4 separate regions of the Mus musculus genome follow, and regions 2, 3 and 4 are each linked to region 1. A link is a contact called in public HiChIP or PLAC-seq and promoter capture Hi-C data. All regions are on one chromosome and are shown on one strand. The core of a region is the stretch at or near the end of the contact, and the rest is flanking DNA. Distances in the headings are between cores, read along the strand shown. Region 1 holds the start of Lrfn2 (leucine rich repeat and fibronectin type III domain containing 2). Region 2 holds the start of Kif6 (kinesin family member 6). Region 3 holds the start of Treml2 (triggering receptor expressed on myeloid cells-like 2). Region 4 overlaps Daam2 (dishevelled associated activator of morphogenesis 2).

Region 1 (4,876 bases), core at 1,659-4,158:
AATGGAGAAGAATGCTTGTATGTATCTAAAAGTGTCTGTCCAGTGGGCATTCTCTGGGCAGTCGTTTCTGGATATGCATCTCAGTATCTTAGCTTTGAAAACAAAGTACAAAGAGGCTAAAAATATATTAATATACTTAGCATGGTGATTCCAGGGCGGGGGGGGGGTGTCTAGCCACAGCAAAGGACCAGGAAAACAGAAGACAGAGGTTTGAAGCTGTTTGTCACATGCTATTCAGAAGAGTGGGCATAGAGAAGAATCTATTGACACACGGCTTATGTGCAGCCCCCTCCGCCTCCCACATACATAGAATGAATGACCCTCAGTTACCCTTGGCTGACCTCTGTGGTTGGTAGCCAGGCAGCTACTCTTATATAACCTTTTGGGTTCGCCCAAGGACCCAAGAAGTCTTCATTTGGCCCATGGGCAGAGAGATAGGCAGCAGAGTGGTTATCTCTTGATCTCCCTACATACATACAGGACCTCACCCATCTTCCAAGGATGCTCAGAGGTCCCTCCAGCTGGAAATGTCTTAGACACATTCAACCCCTGTAAGGGGAGAGACTCACTGTGTCTATCACACATCTCAAAACCACAGTAAACTCCTAGGACATCTAAGTCCAGTCCCCAAACTCAGTTCATGCTGAGGCAATCCCTATAGAATTATCCTTTAAATTACTCAGGACCTGGGTTCTGTCTCTTTTAGAGTAGCTGTGTTGGCTTTCTTCCAGGAACGAGGTCTTAGCTGTGCCCTGTCCCACACCCAGTGTTTCTTTATTGTTTCCTTCCATTCTGTCTTTGTCTTTCTAACATCTTTCCTTTTCTCAATGCAGCTCTGTCCGGTCCTGTGCCTAACCTTGCTCTTCCAGTGCCATCTTTTCATAGATGAGTCTACTTAGAGTAGTCTAGCCTTCAGCCCCGCCCCATCGGGAGAATTCAGACATTACCTCAGACTGCATGCCCTCTCCACTCTATCCACCTTAAAAATTATTCTATTTAGTTTCATTTTTAAATTATTATGTTCATTATAGTAATATAGTTCTTAATTATGACACTATGCAAAACCCAGGTAACCAAAGAGGAATGCTCTGAGCAGGTGCCTCTTTCCTGCCCCTGTGTCCCCTTCTTTTCTTCATGTTCTCTCAGGTTCAGCAATTCATGTCTTCCTCTCTTTCCCACCTCTACCACTGCTCCTGCTTGCCTCTTTCCTGGAGTCACCTTCCCTCTTTCCAGGGCCAGCCCACCCCTTACACCCTGAGCTGCATCCTAACCATACCTCCTTTCTGTCAGGCTACCCAGAATCTTTGCAGGGAAGAGCTTGTCACCAAGGGTCTTTGTGGCGTACCAATCTGACAGTTTCCTTCCTGCCCTGCAGGAGACCTCCCTCGCTGTTTGCGCCTCAGTAGGTATGCACCCAGCTGGGGTGCCCAGATAGGCAAGAGACAGGTTCTTCTGTACAGCCCTGTCTAGCCGAGCCACTGTTGGACCACAGAGACATAATCCACATGACACATGTGCCTCCCTGTGGGTATCTGGGACAGGTGCACGGAACAAGCGAAAGCAGACATGAATCGAGGCATGCTCTTTGCCCTTGGTTTTAAGAGCTGGAGCAACATCGGCATTCCCCAGTTCATGTCCTCTACAGGGAAATATACGGCGGCACTTCAAACCCTAGGCTTACCTTCCCCAGAAACTGGCCACTGAGAGCCCAGAGGCCACTAAGACTCTGCTGAACTAGTTTGGTGATTCTAAGCCTACGACCAGCCCAGAGTGATTACTCTGCTACCTACCACGTGCCTTAGACATTTCGCTTTAATCTAGAACCTCGGAATCGTACTATGTCACGTGAGGGTGGGTGGAGGAGGATGGTCTGCTGGGCTGTCAAACAAGAGCTTCCATTCGCCTAGACAGTCTTGAAATGTTCAGGAAAAGTCTGTCGTGTGTGTCGTGTGCAACTAGCACGGGTTGCTATAGGAGCCAAAGTGATGGCTCCTAGCTGGGTTCAGGGCTGGGTGGGCACGATCCTCCCATCACCAACCCCACCCGCAGCCCCGAGCCAACGCGGTCCAATTTTCCTCCAGCAGGCGGCGGGCTGGTAGCTGTGTGCAAGGCGTACTCTGCACGAGAGGCGGCAGTACGGACTCGACCTGGCCGCGGGGATAACCGTGCGCAGGAGCTGTCGTGTCACTGCGCGGCGGATCAAGCGGGTCCTCGGGGTTCTCAGGGCTCGCGGCCCCGCTGGGCTGCAGTTCCAACCCATTTACTCCGAACCAACGCTGCTAGAACCGAGGATCCTCCGGGGCTGTGGATCCCGGCTGAAGCAGGATCTGGGGTCCGGAGCTACTGCAGCTCCGCCAGCGGCCACTGGGGGCTGCAGTGCTGGAGAGCCCGGCGGGGACAGAGCGCTTCGCTCTGCCTCGGAGTCCTGGGGCGCCTTGGGTTTCTAAGGCTGTCTGCACCGCTGGCCGCAGCTGCCTGCATAACCCGCACAGCATCCTCACAGATCCGTGCGTGCGACCGCTGCGTGTGTGTGTGTGTGTGTGTGTGTGTGTGTGTGTGTGTGAGAGAGAGAGAGAGAGAGAGAGAGAGAGCGCTTTGCGCGCACGCGTGGGGGGGGCCAGTGGTGTGCATGCGGGGAGTGCGGGGGAGTGTATGTGTGTGTGTGCCTGTGGGTGTGAGTGCCTTGCTCACACACACACACACACACACACACACACACGACAGACTGGTCTGAACTTGAAGACATCCCACATTCCAAGAGGCTGCAGGTTCCTGGGGATGCCAGGGGGGTTCTTCAACAAGGAAAATCCTACCCTCATCTTCCTAGAAGGGATTATCTTTTTTTATCCTTTTTCCCCCTTATTTTTTTAAAATCTGGAAGAGAAGAGCACAAGTTGTACTCCCCCTCCCGCCCCTTCTTCTTGCTAAATGCCATGGATATAACTGAATAAGCTGCTCAGGGCTCTCCCCGCGTGGATGGTCCGAGGCCACCATCTGCCTGCCTTCGCTGGATCGCTGCAGCTGGAGCGCTTAGCGTGAGCCTGTCTCCGGCCAGGAAGGATGCGTGGCCGAGCCAAGGAGCCCGGGCGCCCTGCGGAGCCGGCCTTGGAGCCTCCCCGCCACGGGTAGATGCCGCCTTGCCCAGGTGAGTGGCTGTCGCTGCTGCTGCGTCTTGGCGACGCTGGGTGTCCGCGGGAGATGGGCGCAGGGATGTGCGCACCTGGGGGAACAGGGGAACTTTGCCTCTTTTCCTGCCTCACTTGCGGACTTCCTCCATCCTATAGACTCCTGTGGATGCCTTCTCTATTCCATCCTTCCTTCTATATTGTGTTTTGATAGAGTGGGGGAAGGGGAGAAACTGATGGGGAGGGAGGAGAGCGGGTCCTGGTGAGGCTTCAGACCGGTCTGGGTTAGGCTTGGAAGCTGGAGAAAGAGACCTCAGTCTCCTACAAAGGCAATCCTTGAATGCAGAACTTTGCCGCTAGACCATGCTGTTGCGTGTTAGCACATGCCAGGCCTGGCTAGGACGGTGCTGAGGTCTGGGTGACTATTCTGGGGTCTTCAGGAGCTTGGTTCCTGGACGGGTGGGGTGGAGACAGGGGGGGGGGCAGCGATGGAGTGCCGTGGAGGAGGGGAGGGAGGCATGGTTGCAGGGACCCTATCCTGGCCTCAGGCAGATCTAACCAAGATCAGGAGGACTCTGTGTGCCCACTCGGGTTGCTGAGAATGCCATGATAAAGCAGTATGTAAGCCGGTGTTAGCCATGCCCATGTTGGTAGTCCTCTGTCTCTCACTCAGCCCTGCCCTGCTTCTAAGGCTGGCCTGAGCAAGAATTGAGACCGAGACCAGCAGACAGCTCCCAGGAGGAGGGCAGTGCCTTGCTCCCCACCTTCCCCACAGAGAGCACAAAGGACAGAAGCGTTGGGTTCCAGGGAAAGGAGTCCAGACATCATCGAAAGAGAGAGAGATTGAGAGAGAGAGAGAGAGAGAGAGAGAGAGAGAGAGAGAGAGAGAGAGAGCAGGAATCAGGCAAAGCCTGCAGAGGAACCGAGCACGACTCATGCCAAGTACACTCAGAAACAGCTGCAGACGGACAGACACCTGCAGGGAGAGGGCTGTCAGAGCCTGTCCCTCTGAGCTGGAGCCACATGCATGCCTAGAAATGTTAGCCCTCTGTCCTGGTTAAAGCAGTGCATTTGCATGTGTGTCTGTCTGTCTGTCTGTCTGTGTCTGTCCATGTCTGTCTGTCTGTTTGTCTGTCTGTGGCTTGAAAGATCTGACCCCTGGGGCAGAGTGGAAACCCAGCTAAGGAAGAAAGTAACCAGGTAACCTCCAAGCTAGCTGTGGAGTTCCAGGTTTCAGGACAGAGGTGGGTTGATGCACTTGGGCGGGGGCCTGGTGGAAACTCTTGCTTGAGCATCAGGAAGGCTGGTGGATGCAAGCAAATAAACTAGGCTTTTGTCCCATGTCCTGGGTTCAGACAGAGTTGAAAAATAGCAAGCCATGCAGCCAACAGGGCAGTGGGACGGGTTTAGGGAGCCTGTCAGAGGCAGAAAGTGAGAGAGGGTTGGGCCTGGAAGACCTGTGCTTAAAGTGTCAAGCCTTCCTGACCCAGTGCTGCTCCTCTCCCCACCCCACCCCCATGGACTGTGGTACATCCTGTCCCTCTGCTGTAGGCAGGGGTTACAGAATTATATGGCCCTTCTCTCCCCTCCCTCCTATGCTCTGCTGCAGGCCCCCTTCCCTAGCCGTCCAGCTCTGGTCTAATTCCTGCCCCAATGGTAATTCCTAATCTTCTTGCCCTCAACCCCAGAACACAAGCAGCAAACCCATCACTTCTGGTGAAGCTTCTAGCGATGTTCCTCGGTAGGCCAGC
Region 2 (4,876 bases), core at 789-3,288, 680 kb after region 1:
CCAAGCACTTGGCAAGAAGCAGCTTGAGGAACATTTTATTTTGGAGCGTGGTTTAAGGTTATGGCCCTTCTTGGTGGCGAAGGCACAGCAATGAGAACAGCTCCTGGCTGTGGTGGCCGAAAAGTAAGGGTGATTGCTCACATCTGGAAAGATCAGGAAGAAGACAAAGATGGATGCTGGTATCCATCTCACTTTCTTCTTTCCACTTCCGTTCAGTTCAGGATTGGATGTTTCCTGCACTCAGAGAGGTCTTCAGCTAACCCTCTCAGAAGCCCCTCACAGACACACTCACTCCAGGCACTCCCATGCTCCTTTGCAGTCCACTCCACTTCCTACTCCAGCCTTGGCAAGCATTCATCTGTTTTGATCCTTAGGGGTTTCCTTTATCTAGGACATCGTATATATGGCATTAGACGGCATGTAACTGTGGATGCTGGCATCATCCTTCTCTGGACATAAAACATTTGAGCCGTAGCTATAGGTACCGGGAGTCCACTCTTACTGAACAGACTGCACCAGCTGTTTGTCTGTAAGGACAGAAGATTTTGCGTCTAGTTTTGGGTGATTGTTAGTGAGGCTGCCATGAAAATTCCTCTCGAGGTGTCTGTGCTTTTGTTTTGGACCATGTGATGTGGGTATGCTTAACTTTATAAGAAACTCTAAGGCTGTTTTTTTTTTTAAGTGTTGGGTGCATCTTGTCTTACTTACAACTGGAGTTCTAGATATTCTGCATCTGTGCCAACACTTGGTACTGTGAAATCCCTCCCTTGTTTTGACTCTGCATATATATGTGCAGAGAATGTTACATAAAGAGACTCATTCAATATTTAACTTCTGATTTTGTTTTAATTCTGGGGGTTCATTCAGGCTATTGCATATTATCAATGGTTCATTCATTTTAAAACGGTTTTCTAAGGACTTCTGCTTTGCCTGTAGGTTGGGACTATCGCCAATTAAGAAAACGCACACAGGTTTTCTTGTGAACACAAGTTTTCATTTCTCTGGGTTAAATGTCCCCAAAGTGCAGCTGGTGGGTCTCAAAGTAGCTGTACCTTCCGTTCTCTGGGAAAACAAAAACCAAAAGCAAAACCCAGACAAATTGAAGAAGGAAATGAAGGTGCCCTCAGAACTTGGGATTCTGATGGAAAAGGATGGTGAGGTGGGGATCATTATAGACTACACTGTGCGATCCTGTTTAAGACCAACAACAACAAAAAAAAAAATAGCCAAACTTCCTTTTTTCAATGCGGTTGTAGTATTTTATACTACCCACTTCACCAGTGAACCAAGGGTGATTCATCTCCCTCCCCCGCCTCCATCTTCATTGGCACCTGGTATTGTCCCCCCCTACACACACATGTGTACATATATGTGTGTATATGTATGTATATGATATATGTCACACACATATATGTCCCATGTATACATGTATATGTATATATGTGCATGTATATGCATATGTACGTATATCACAAAGTTTTCAGCCACTATCAGTCTGTGTCACATTGCAGTTTGGTTTTAATTTGCATTTTCCTGGTGAGTAGAGGCTGGGCACGCTTTCGGAGGCTGTCTCCCAGGAACTCATCATTTCCAGACGTTTCACATGGGAACCAGTCTCTTCACAGGGAGCTCAGCACTGCCCTTGCCCTCGGGCTGGGATTTTTCTGTTGAGAACCTGCTTTATCACACAATGGTTTCCCAGTGAACTCAGAGCAGCTTGGGAATCTCAACCAAAAAAGGTCATTTCTGCAATGCGTGATAAACGGCAGACTGACTTCAGAGAGACGTACAGGAGTTAAGGAATGCGGAAGGACTTGTTAAGGAAATAGACACACTCGGGCTTGCAAACTCTTTAACCCACATCCCAAGAGCATCTCCCACGGACATGCGCGGCGATCCCTGCTCGGTCCCGCCCCTCAGCCCCTCCTTTTAGTCCACGACCAATTAGGGATAGGAGGCGGGAACCCGGGGCCGCGGTGCTGCTTGGGTAGCATCTTTGGTTACTGTTGCTAGGGCAGCGGTGTCTGCGGGAGGTGGGAATAGGAAGTTTTAGGTGGTCCGGACTCGGAAAGGTCAAGGGTCAGTGCGGAGTCTCCGCTGGTGATGGTGAAGCAGACGATCCAGATTTTCGCTAGGGTGAAGCCCACCGTGCGGAAGCAGCAGCAAGGGGTACGGACCATCGGGCCGGGTGTGGGTCGTGTGGGGCAGTCGGCGCGGGGCGGTCACGCACACTGCAGCCCCGAGGGAGGACGGAGCCCGCCCACAACCTCAGCCCCGCGCCCCGTACACGTGAGCACACTCTAGCACACTCGTGCACGTGGACATGTTTGCACACTCACCTGCTCTGTATTTCTTGCACTCTTCTGGATCACTGCCTCCCAGCCCTGCACACGGAGCTCCCAACAGGGGCTGACCTGTCCCCAGTAGGGCGACCAGTGGGCAAGTATTGTGATGCACCCTCCTAGCAGGATTACACAATTTCAGAAACGTGCACACACTTGACTTCGTGGCCTGCTGGTTTTCTTACCTAACTGCTTTGCTGTTAGGGGTTTTCCTTTGTTTCGCTTTGTTGTTGTTTCGACGTGCATTCATTGTTAAGTGTGCCATGTGTCCCCACACAAGAAACATGTTCCACTCCCCGAAAAGCACTGATCAGCCTTCTTGAGGTGTGTACGAAATCCAGAAGTTTGCCAAGGTGGTGAAGATAGGCGTTCCCTCTCTGCCTCCAGAGTGAGCATGGTCACAGCTGCTGTTTGGAGAAACCACCACTCCCCAGTTGACTTTTCTGGCTTATTTCTGGTCCTCTGCTGGGGACTCTTGTCAATGTCCTCATTTTACACATGAGGACACTGTGTGACAGGTTAAGTAAAATGGCCAGGGTGCCCAGCTTGTGAATAGCAGGAACTGACTTTTAATTTTAATTTGTTTGTTCGTCTTGAGACAGGGTCTCACTATGCCAGGTTGAACTTGAATTCAGAGAGATCTGTCTTCCTCTGCCCCTGAAACGCTGGGATTAAAGGTGTTCACCACTACTCCTGCATTTAGTTTGAAATGTTAATTTTGCATCTGTATCAAGAACTTTAATTGCTTTTGAACTCTCTCCATGTCCCCACTCATCTTTCTCCCTCTCCCATCCAAACCTGCCTCTTATTTGTGGGGTGCAAGGCACTGAGTTTAGTTTTCATTAAGGCTTTTGAAGATAACATTTTCTCTTCAGAAAACAAACAACCCCCCCAACACACACACCACACCACACACACACACACACACACACACACACACACACACACACACGCTTTTTCTGACTCCCAAAGTGAATATTCAGGCAATTTGGTTCGTATTTATAAATGTGTAGAATAAGTGTACAGTTAACAATGTTTTGTCTCTATTCTGTTTCAGTGTTGTGTGTATGTAAACATGTAACATTATGTCATCTTATAATTTAGAATCTGTCTCTGGTAATTTACGTTCTGTTTGTTTGTTTGTTTGTTTGTTTGTTTGTTTGTTGAGACAGGGTTTCTCTGTATAGCCCTGGCTGTCCTGGAATTCAAACTGTAGACCAGGCTGGCCTCGAACTCAGAAATCCACCTGCCTCTGCCTCCCGAGTGCTGGGATTAAAGGTGTGCGCCACCACTGCCCGGTGGTAATTTACATTCTTAAAACAAAGAGATTATAATATCTCTGCCATCAGCAGCAGCAGTGGCCCTTTATCTCATGACAAACATTCAGGAGAAGTTATGGGAAAAGACTCCAAAGAAAAAAATTAGTCATTAAAAACTTGCTTTTTATTTTATATGTAGGAGAGTTTTGACTGCATGTCCATATGTGTACCACACGCATGCAGTGCCTGCAGAGGCCAGTAAAGACCATTGGATTTCCTGGAACTGGAGTTACAAATGGTCTGAGTTGTCACCTGGGTGCTGGGAATTGAACCCAGGTCCTTCTTGTAAGAACAGTAAGTGCACTTAACCACTGAGCCGTCTCTACAGGCCCAATATTAGCCATGTTTAAAGAAACAAGCAGGGCGGTGGTGGCGCACGCCTTTAATCCCAGCACTCGGGAGGCAGAGGCAGGCGGATTTCTGAGTTCGAGGCCAGCCTGGTCTACAAAGTGAGTTCCAGGACAGCCAGGGCTACACAGAGAAACCCTGTCTCGAAAAAGAAAGGAAGGAAGGAAGGAAGGAAGGAAGGAAGGAAGGAAGGAAGGAAGGGAGGGGAGGGAGGGAGGGAGGGAGGGAGGGAGGGAGGAAGGAAGGAAGGAAGGGGAGGGAGGGAGGGAGGGAGGAAGAAAGGAAGGAAGAAAGCGAAATGAAACAATAGGGAGGAACCCCTGGGTTTGCTTGCCTCTGACTCTCCTCAGTCACCATCACAGAAACCTTTGAAAGCACATGTAATACTGACCTTCTGGTCGGTCCTTAGCCTTTGTGCTACTTAGTGGTCAGAAAGCAGGTGGCCATGGGGAAGGAGGCAGGCAGCGGTAGACTGGGGAGCTCGTGAGGAGTTTTGATCTAGCGAACTCTTTGAGCCATTACATACTGAACTATACACATTTATAGATTAGGCCAGGCCTGGTGGCGCATACCTGCAAATCCCAGCACTCAGTGGTGGGGGTAGCTGGGTGAGAGGAGACTGAACCAGGAGGATTGCTGTGAGTTTGAGGTCAGCCTGGGCCACATAGTGAGCACCATGCTAGTGTTGGTTACTACCTTATGAGACCCTGGTTTTGGAATTTTTTTAAAATATTTGGGTGAGGTGACACACACCTCCAATCTCAGTAGCAGGGAGGCAGAGACAGGTGAGTCTCTGTGAATTCAAGTCTAACCAGGTCTTCATATTGAGTTCCAGGACAGCCAACCCTTCACTGAGACCCTATCTCA
Region 3 (4,876 bases), core at 874-3,373, 630 kb before region 1:
AAGAATACAATCTATTTAACCAGATAGCAATAGACGCACCGATGTGGTACATTCTTTCTCTTTGTTCATTGAATTGAATTTTGCAAAGCTAACCTTTCCTCAGGGTGACCTCATCCAAGTGTGTATGCAAGTGTGTGTGCACATGTGTGTGTGTGTGTGTGTGTGTGCATGAGTGTGTGTGTGTATGTGTGTGTGTGTGTGTGAGAGAGAGAGAGAGAGAGAAAGACAGACAGACAGACAGACAGACAGAGCACACCTCCCTGGACTCAGTTCTTTCCTTCCATCATGTGTGATAAGTTTTTTCTCCACTGGTGAAACAAAGCAATTCAAGCCAGATTAGAGTGTATAAAAGCAGGTTTACTAGGAAGCTGCTATTGGGTGTGCAAGTTCATTGGTCTCAAGGAAAGAGGCCTGGGAAGTAGCCATAGGAAGGGAAATGAAGGGAGGGGGAAGAGAAAAAGAAAAGAGGAGAAAAGGGGGCAGCAAAGAGACTAAAAGGTCTGGATTATATAGGGAAGCGCCTGTGGGGGAAGGTCAGCCCAGCCCCTGGGCTGGTAAGGTCTGGGTAGAGGGTGGGGTTGTGCCAAGGAGGGACTGAGGGATGCTGGGAGAAACTGGAGGCCAGGTCTGCTTTGGTATATAAGTTGTGCACCTCAGTTGTTTGTTCTGGGGTCTGAAACCAAACCCTGGGACTCTGAGGATGGAACTCAGGTCCTTTGGCTTCTCAAAAGCCCCCTTACCTGCTGAGCCGTCTTGCCAGTGAACTTCATTGGTTTGGGAGTGCAGTTTAGGGTACAATTCATCTTGGCTGAGCAGCCAAGGTGGGGGCAGCTTGGAGCAGCGTGGGCTTCACAAACAGAAAACAGAGTCCTAAATGTGTCAACTGACATTCTAGTCAGTCAGTCAGCCTCCTAGAAGGTTCAACATCAGGTGCAGATCTTTCCAGGAACTTCTGTTCACAGTATTAAATACATTTCTCTCCCTCAAAAGATAATGTGTCTCAGTGTCCCTTTGAATGTCACATCAGAGCCCTTTCATCCTTTCCCCATAGTGTTCAGGGCCATGCAGAGCAAGCACACTGTAAGAACTAATGAATGAATGGATGGATGAATGAATGAATGAATGAATGAATGAATGAGTTTAAAATGTGAGAAATTTGAAGAGAGCAAAACTACAATTCCTTTGGTCTGGGACTTGGGAGTTCAAGTTCGTGTAAAGACTTTGGCTGTGCAAATGGCAGAACTTTTTGTTCAGTGTCCTAAACAAGTAGAGGGATCCCATATAATCACGGAGTCCCCTGAGCCTCCATAATCCACAAGAGCAGGTTGCACAGCTGTTGGACATCAGTAGAGTCTTTTGATTCTTTGGAGACAGAGGGATGGGTGGAGTCTTGGGCCAAATGCTGGGTCATTTTAGCTAGAGCCGGGTGGCTGTAGAAGAGAGATATGGTTGAGGGGAGGAAGTTGAAGAGACAGAACTGTGTGCTCCAAGGTGGCCTAAGCCTGCAGAACAAGGGGAGGGAGGGGCTCTGAGGGCGGGGTCATTTGAGAGGAGGTGGGGGAGGGGAAGGTTTACCTCACTTCAAGAAGCCTGGAAGCCTTGGAGCAGTGGAAGGCTAGAGAAAATTGCTGGGTGACTTAGGACCAGGAAAAACAGAGCCAGGGAAATACGGGAAGAGGGAGAGGGAGAAGGAGAGGGGAGAGGGGAGAGGGGAGAGGGGAGAGAGGAGAGGGGAGAGGGGAGAGGGGAGAGGGGAGAGGGGAGAGGGGAGAGGGGAGAGGGGAGAGGGGAGAGGGGAGAGGGGAGGAGAGGGGAGGAGAGGGGAGAGGGGAGAGGAGAGGGGAGGAGAGGGGAGAGGGAGAGGCTGCGCGCACGTGTGTGTGTGTGTGTGTGTGTGTGTGTGTGTGTGTGAGAGAGAGAGAGAGAGAGAGAGAGAGAGAGAGAGAGAGAATTTTAAAATTTGCATCTTGTTTCCCCCATGACAAAAATAAGCCCGCACGTGAGTCCGTGAGAGGTTATTTGCAACTGTGAGCAGGAGTGACTGAAGTGACTAGCCTGGACAGAGGAGGGTCAGGGTGACTGAAGGAGTCCATTTTACCAGACTAAAGACCTTCCTTCTGAAGGAGTATGTCAAGGCCTGCCAGAGAGCACCTGCTCCTGAATCTCAGAACCCAGAAGATCCCATGAAGTCTCTACAGAATGTTCCAGAAGCCTCTCCTCCAGTTCCCCGAGTGGAGGACCAGCTGCTGTGAATGAGGAGACACCCCAGATGGATCCAGTTTTCTGCAGAGAATCACAGACATTGTGGGGTTCTGGAGTTTTCTCTGGCCCAGGGGCCCCAAGACAGGGTGGAGCAGCCACACCTGCCTGAAGTTCTGAGGAAGAGGGCGGAAACAGACAGCTCCCGCCCTCGCCCTCACCCTCACTTTCTCTCCCCACAATTGTGATAGGCTCCACTGGGGGCATTGTGTGCCACAGGGGCTCACTTCCCCAAACAGGCAACTGTGGTTTTTCAGAGCCTGCCGTCCAACCCTGGGAGGTCAGGTGGCATGCCTGGGATCAGTGTGGGTCCTGCCCCTCGATCCCCGGGCTGACTGTGACATTGCATCTGGATGGAGCCATGGCCTCTTACGTTCCTGCTGTTGCTGCTGCTGCTGCTGTGGCTACAGGGCTGTGTCTCAGGTGAGAGGCAGGGGTGGGGGTGGGGTTGGTAGAAGAGAAAGACTACTTCCCCTGTCTACCCCACACTGCCTCTTCTTGTTCCACTATCTTAATGTTTTGTGGGTTGGGGAAGGAGGGTGGGCTGACCGGTCTTTACCAGAGACCAGTGAGAATGTCCCCTGCTAATATCTGGCCCCAGGCAGAGCTTAGACAGGCTAAGATGTAGCTGTATCCTCTATATTGGCCTTCATCTAGTGGGTTCCCTTGTAACGAAGAATGAGCATTTAATTTTCTCACAGAAATGACCTCTGTTTGGCCTTTGTCTGACTGGTGCCAGTATGAGTTCTTGTATCAAGTCTGCACACTTTAAATTTCGTTTTCTCGGAATGCTGATGCCACATCCGGTCCCTCAGCTCTGACTGGAAGGGAACCAATCCCCAAAGGCCCTTCCCAACTAGAGGCTACTCTGCAAGGGGCTCACTGGTTTCGACCTTCCTGACTGCCGAGGCAACCGCTTACCACTTCCTGTTCTGTTCTGGCTAGAGTAAGGGCTGGCAAACCCTCCCTTCACCAAGTGACAGAAAATACATGGGCACAAACGAACCTGGGACCCCAAAAGGCTTCTTCCAGGTCTCTGCCACTCTGCAGGGAGAAGGGTCTCGAAACCCTGGGCTGAGCCGAGGTGAATTCGAGGCCTGTTCTGTTCTGTTTACTTGGCAAGGGAGGAACAGACCTTAGAGCTTCAGCTACAAGCTGTTGGAAACAAGGGCAGGTGGCTTCTGGGTCTTCACTGTACCCTCTCCCTCCCTCCATCTCTTGAATTGCCCTGCTCTGCTTTCTTCAACAGACTGGATTATGAAGGGCACAGAACTCATTCATGTCTTCATTCATATTCATTCTCTCTGTCTCTCTGTCTCTGTCTCTTTCTCTCTCTCTCTCTCTCTCTCTCTCTCTCTCTGTGTGTGTTATACACACACGTGTATGCACTCCAGTCCATCCCCTTCCCCCTTCCCTGCCCCCCCCCCCAAACCCATCCCTGGTGTTACAGGTACAAATTAGAGATGGGATTTTGTTTCCAGGCTAGCCTGATCTCACTAGGTATCCCAGGCTAGTCTTAAACTCAGGATCCCCCTATTTCAGTCTCCTTCATGCTATTACAGGCTTGGGCCACATCTCACTCCTAGGTATAGAGACTCTACCATCCATGGCCAGCCTGTGGTCCGCAGGCCCCAAGCATCCTGGCACAGCCATGATTTGCCTGGTGCATCTACAGATGTCAAAGTCAAGTCCCGATGACAAAAAGTTGGATGGACAGTGAATACTGTATCTGTTGGCTGGCTCATCCATGGGACTTAAGTGTGTGTGGTGTGCTTAATCTGTGTGTTAATATAGGGTATTTAAAAATTAAGGACCATGGAGAGTGCTACTTAAAAGGTATCCAATAGGGGCAGGGGTGTGGCTCAGTGGTTAGAGTGCTTGCCTACCCTGCTCGAGATACGAGGCATGGTGTTCCCCACAACCCCAAACAAGACATAAAGAAGAGAGTGTCCAGGTAGGAGAGAAAGAGGAAGGGAGACTACTATTGGGAGAAATAATTCTTCATCATTTTTCCGGATACTGGGACCTTCTCTTGGCCTCTGTAGTTTGTGCTCTCTGGTTCCAGAGCTTGATGAGCTGTTGTGTCTGCATCTGTCTCCCCGAAGGCAGGGTCTGGATTGATCTTGAAATCCTGAGCATCCCTGAAGAGTGGAAAACATCCAGAGGAACAAGACTATGTCTGGTGGAGCTCTTGTGTTAGGAGTGTGTCCCTCATTGAACTGGGGGCCTCTTCCATCAGACTCAGAGCAGACCTTCTGGGGGTTAGAGGTGCTGTGTTTCTCTGTGACAGATTCTCGGAGGGTCCGGCTATGTTCTTGCCTCACACTGAGCTCCAGGGAAGTCAGGGCAGCATCCCTCTCTCCTTTCACCCCCAGCTTCCATTTTCAAGATGCCTTCTTTCTCGGCCGACCTTGGTCAGAAAAGTCCTGTCTCCCCAGGTCACTCCAATGAGAACCTGTACAGGAAAGTGTGGCGGCGTGAAGGCGAGACCCTGTCTGTGCAGTGCTCCTACAAGAACCGCCGGAACTTAGTTGAGGCCAAGTCTTGGTGCAAAGTCAAGAAGAAGAAGTGCGACCACAACTTCACCCGGAGCTGGGTGAGGGGTCCCAGCTACTCT
Region 4 (4,876 bases), core at 708-3,207, 590 kb after region 1:
CTTTATTCCTGGTTGAGCCAATGGCTAACAGCCCTCCTGAGGGCTTCTAATATATAGTGGAATTTAAGCTTCTCTCTCTCTCTCTCTCTCTCTCTCTCTCTCTCTCTCTCTCTCTCTCTCTCACACACACACACACACACACACACACACACACACACAACTGGGAGACATTCTCTGTCAATACCAAGGCAGTAATAGTAAAGAAGCTATTTGCTGGGGCTGCCATCTCACACCCTCGCCTCTCAGAGGAGACACTGGAAACTGAGCCCTCCACAGGTGTTCAGAGCCCCCATCTTCTTCAGCATCAGCTCTCAGGTCCACCTTCAGAAGCCCAGAGATCTGATCTTTTTCAACCCATTGGTGAATGTCAGTGAATGTCCAGTCATGCGTCAGTGAATATCTGTATCAGTTCTGCTACCACACAGTCATCCCAAAGCATTAATGTTGCCTGTCCAGGTGAGGTCTCAGAAGCCTCCTACCTATTTACTCTCCCAGCAGCTTAGGAAGGAGCACACAGTCAAAAGCTAAAACACCAGGGCCAGCAGACCTGCAATCTGGCCCCTGTGCCACTTCTTATCTGTGACATGTTTGGCAAGCCAGTTTAGCTCCCTATGCCTCCGTGTGTCTGGAAGTGAGTCCACGGGTATACCTTTTGAACACTTGATTACAAACCCATGGTGAGCTTTGATAAGCCGTAGAGCCTTCGCCAGGTGGGTCATGCTGGTGAGATGCTAGGGAAAGATTTTTGAAGAATGTGCCCACTTGCTTCTAGTGACATCCTTTCTCTGCATCCTGTCCCGTGCGAAGAAACAGCCCTGTGGCATTCTAGTTGTCAGTGACCTTCCTTGTGATGGTGGACTGAAAGTCCTATTGAAACTTGGAACCAAGATAAACCTTTCCTTCCCTGAGTTTCTTATGCTGACTCATTTGTCACACTCATGAGAAAAGTGACAAATACCCGGAATTTCCCCAATCTGAAGACTAGAACAATAGTATAATCTGCCTCAACAGGTAACTTTGAGGATGAGGGAGTGACATGTAGCCGCTGGAGAAGTCTCTGGCACCTCCTGAACACCAAGTTGGTGCATGCATGCGTGTGTGTACATGCATGTGTGTGCGTGCACATGCATGTGTGCATGAGAGATATTCATTCCTTATCAAATGTCCAAGAGAGTCAGCTGAAGGAAGGATTCGTTTTGGCTCATAGTCTCGGAGGGTTTGAGCATAATGTGGGGGAAAACATGGCGGAACAGAACAGCTCTCAGCATGTCAGTTAGGAAACAGAGAGGATGCCTGGGCCTTTGGCTGGCTCCTTTTTACCTTTTCTCTTATCTGGGATCCCACCCTTTGATATGTCACTGCCTCCACTCAGGGTCATTCTAGTCACCTTAGTTAAGTCACTCAGAAAGACCCTTATGGGCACACTCAGAGCTAGGCCACGCCTACCAGTCTTCCAGGTGCCTCTCAATACCGTCACATTGACAGCCACGATTACCCATCACAGTGTCGTCAACAGCGCACACCATCTATAAGGTCATCTCAGAGAGGCTCCTCAGGGTTCCCCTTCCCCAGCTCTGTCAACCTCTCATCTCTCCATTTTCCCACACACTTGAAAAACCATATAGCGTATGCATTTATCGTCTCTTTTCATCAGCAAGTCCACCCTCAAAAACCCAGTGAATCCAACCTGATACAGCCCATTCATGGATGCCGAGGAAAGCCCAGGCATGTGTTGCTGTACATTTTCCTCAGCTTTCATTGCTGTCCAAAGTGAGCAGAATCTCTGCCCAGCCCATGACAGGCCCTTGAAATACAGACAAATATAGGAAACTTAACTTAGCAACTGTCTGAGCTTAGACAAGTGATACCCATGCCCCAGTTAACTCATTTGATGTCTCTAGCCCTACGTAAATGAGGCAACTATGTAATGTGATATGTGTAGAGGTGCTGGCTCAAATCCTGGGTATGTAGTAAGCAGATGACTGCTAATTAGAGAAGGCCAGTGTTATGCTGCCTTAGGCAGGGCCTAAAAGGGTTCATCGCTAACTCTTCCCACCCCAAATCAGAGCAAAGTGATGCTGGGCCCCTGGCAGCTGTCCAGGTGGAAGAAAAATATCAGAGGTGTGTGACTGCAGAGCTGTCCTGGTCCTGATGTGGTTTGGACCCAGGCAGCTAATGTCTCTCCCCCACCCTCCTGCAGAGAGATGCTGCCTGGGTCTGGAGTATTTAAGAGCTCTCCAGCCGAGCGGTGGGAACTTCTGCCTGCTTGGGTCCCACGCCACATCCTGGCCTTGGAGGATGTAGACCTAAGGTCTTTACATGCTTCTCAGCTATTCCCAGGCGGCCTGCTCTCCCTCCAGCTCAGCCGGCTGCCTGAGCCAGGCAGCTACAGAGGCAGGTCTGTTTCCCTCAGACATCATCATGTCCCCACTCAGAGAAAGGAAGATTGTAGGTCTCACGCATGGAGACACTCGTTCAGAGACCACCTCCCATCAGCCATGGAGCCCCCCTGCCCCTGCTAGCTTGGGAGGGCTGAGAGTCCAAGGGCAAAAGAGCCTCTACTGACCAAGTCACAAAGGGTACCTCTCCCACCAGGGGCTTTTCATGTCTCTAGTTTCTCAGAAAGTTCTAGTCTGTCAGCAACTCCCCGAAGCGTTCATCCCTCTCCCTGGATGAACTAGGAAGAGATGTGACACCAGGCATAACGACAGAAAGAAATGAAGAAAACCCAGCACTGGTCCCCAGGCACCCAGCTCAGATGCCCCTGTCTCTGGGCCGCGTGTTGCACATAGTCAGGATACAGCAGTGGGAACCTACTGCACGCACTCTCCTGGAAAGCAGGCAGGAGGGACAGCAATGTTTCTGAATGCTCCGTGGAATGCAATGTAAGCGAGCCTCGGTGGCTGACATGTAACTCAGCCTGGGAAGGAGCAAGTTTCAGATACTGGAGAAGGGCAACACCAGGGTGCTTCTGGAAAGCAGAGGCAGCCTGGGGGGACAGTACAGTAAGGGACCCTGCATAATGGCATGCCTCTCAACAATAGCCTGTCTCAGAACGAAGCTGGGTTGCTTGCCAACCCCCAGCCTTTTTTGTCAAGAACTAGAACAGGGTAGACTCATGCGCACCAGAGCCTCAGAAAGCGCACCTCAGTGTGCCAAGGAATAAACAAATTCTCTGCAGGACAAGTCTCTACTGACCCAAACAGTTCTGGATCTTCTCGTATCCCATTGGCAGTCCCCAAAGTTCCTATTGCCCAATCTCCTCCTAGTCAAGTATTAAAGGCTTCAAAGGTGATAACTCCTCATCGAGTCGCAGACAAGGTATCTCTCAGCCTCCAGAACAGGCATCCTTTGTGGCACAAACTGAGGCCCTGCCCTACTGGCTCCCCTTCCCCTGACACACACACAGTTACACTTCATCCACCACGCTGTGCACGGCTGTGGGATCGCACACTACCATAGACAATGGCCAGGATCAGAAAGGCAGCGCCAAGATGTGGTTGCATCTACACAAAAAACTGCATGGTACACGCTACCCAGAGCAGTCTGGAGCACAAGAGAGATGTCCCAGTCACCAGCCTCTGAACGCCTGCATGGACCACAGTATGAGAAGGGGAGATGATGGTTCGAGTGGCTTGTTCATATACCTTCCCATGAAGGTGGCCTATGAGTAACTGACCCCAACACCAGCTGCTTGCAGCCTCGCAGTGAAAAATTATCAGGCCTCCATACTGCTGTGCCTCGCTACGGAGGCTGCAGTCTTCCATGTCCAGACAGCGTTCCTGAGCTCAGTGCAAAATGGAAGACCTCCTTTTCTTAGATGGGCTTCTTCTCTGCCTCATCTGGGGAGCCCAACCCCCAATCTTCTACCTGAAGAATGCTACTTAATCCTTGGCAGAAATGGCAAGCTCAGCTTCCTGGAATGCCTTTCCATGCAAATGAGCTATCCCTAGAACCTTAAACCTCAGCCAATGAAACTTTACCCTAACAAGAATCTCTTTCCACTCTCCAAGGTTCATATATATATATATATATATATATATATATATATATATATATATATATATATACATGGCCCTCGATTCACCCTGAAAAAAGTGTATGCACACAAGCTGTTTTGCTGAGTATTGTCTGAGAGAGTTGTTTTCTGAAAGCACTGAAACCTTCAGAGGAGACACCCCACTCTACCCCCACCCCCACCCCCACCCCACCCCACCCCAAGATTCGGCTGACCCACCCATTCCAGGCTTCACTATATCCTTCCTCCACCGGCATGCACCTTCCAGGCATGCATCAGGCCTGGACACCTCAAGGGAGGAAGCAGAAACCGGAACCATACCATGTCATTTGGGCAGCTCACTCTCATTCCTTCAATCAGCATTTACTGAGACTTTATCACATGCCACGTGCTGCTGCGGTGGTGGTGGCTGGTGGTGGCCTGAGGTGGCGCTTACAGGGGCTGAAGAGTCAGCATGGCAGGGGGTGGGGGTGGGGGATCCCCTCTTCTGTGACTCTGAAACCAGCTGCTCTGGGATCTCATCTACATTAAAAGATTTTATGTTGGTGGCTCACAACCATCTGTAATGAGATCTGACGCCCTCTTCTGGTGTGTCTGAAGACAACAATAGTGTACTCATATAAAATAAATAAATAACTTTAAAAAAATTTTATGTTCAGGTAAAAAATGTGAGCGGTGGGGGGAGGAGGGGGGAGAGGGGAGAGGGGACATTTCAGCTTCACAAGGAGACACCCACTACAGAAGCCCTGCGTGGGAACCCTAAGGGCCCTGCCACTGGCTCAGAGCCCAAAGCACTTCCACAGCCTCTGGGGTACTTTGAATGAGAATGGCCCTCCTGTGTTTGAGTACTTGGCCCCC

What was found. HiChIP or PLAC-seq counts read pairs in DNA pulled down with a chosen protein or histone mark. Capture Hi-C pulls out chosen DNA fragments and counts their contacts.
Region 2: a contact with region 1 is called in an H3K4me3 HiChIP or PLAC-seq map of forebrain, with 5 times the contacts expected there. The contact joins the promoter of Kif6 here to the promoter of Lrfn2 in region 1. A contact is called at or near these places in 1 of 484 Hi-C or Micro-C datasets (cortical neurons), 2 of 115 datasets of contacts at active chromatin or transcription factors (astrocytes and forebrain) and 1 of 9 other capture datasets (liver).
Region 3: a promoter capture Hi-C map of pancreatic islet shows a contact between it and region 1. The contact joins the promoter of Treml2 here to the promoter of Lrfn2 in region 1. A contact is called at or near these places in 2 of 115 datasets of contacts at active chromatin or transcription factors (astrocytes and craniofacial prominence) and 1 of 9 other capture datasets (pancreatic islet).
Region 4: an H3K4me3 HiChIP or PLAC-seq map of forebrain shows a contact between it and region 1, with 3 times the contacts expected there. The contact joins the enhancer-like site here to the promoter of Lrfn2 in region 1. A contact is called at or near these places in 5 of 39 promoter capture datasets (embryonic stem cells, hematopoietic stem and progenitor cells, liver and 1 more), 2 of 484 Hi-C or Micro-C datasets (cerebellar granule neurons and cerebellum) and 2 of 115 datasets of contacts at active chromatin or transcription factors (embryonic forebrain and forebrain).

What each region holds. Positions count from the first base shown.
Region 1 is chr17:48,929,674-48,934,549 of GRCm38.p6, forward strand. Lrfn2 (leucine rich repeat and fibronectin type III domain containing 2) reads left to right here and starts at 2,909. Exons shown (of 3, transcript NM_027452.3): 1 at 2,909-3,145.
Region 2 is chr17:49,613,134-49,618,009 of GRCm38.p6, forward strand. Kif6 (kinesin family member 6) reads left to right here and starts at 2,039. Exons shown (of 23, transcript NM_177052.3): 1 at 2,039-2,169. The coding sequence starts at 2,104.
Region 3 is chr17:48,297,915-48,302,790 of GRCm38.p6, forward strand. Treml2 (triggering receptor expressed on myeloid cells-like 2) reads left to right here and starts at 2,124. Exons shown (of 5, transcript NM_001033405.2): 1 at 2,124-2,682; 2 at 4,698-4,876. The coding sequence starts at 2,613.
Region 4 is chr17:49,517,799-49,522,674 of GRCm38.p6, forward strand. The region is part of intron 1 of Daam2 (dishevelled associated activator of morphogenesis 2); the gene reads right to left. Among named protein-coding and RNA genes, the nearest start is that of Gm52301, 32 kb to the right of the region's middle. Within about 2 kb of position 1,958, at least 12 of the 459 cell types and tissues checked have an H3K27ac peak or open chromatin away from gene starts, as enhancers often do. A contact at or near this core is called in forebrain, where this site is marked.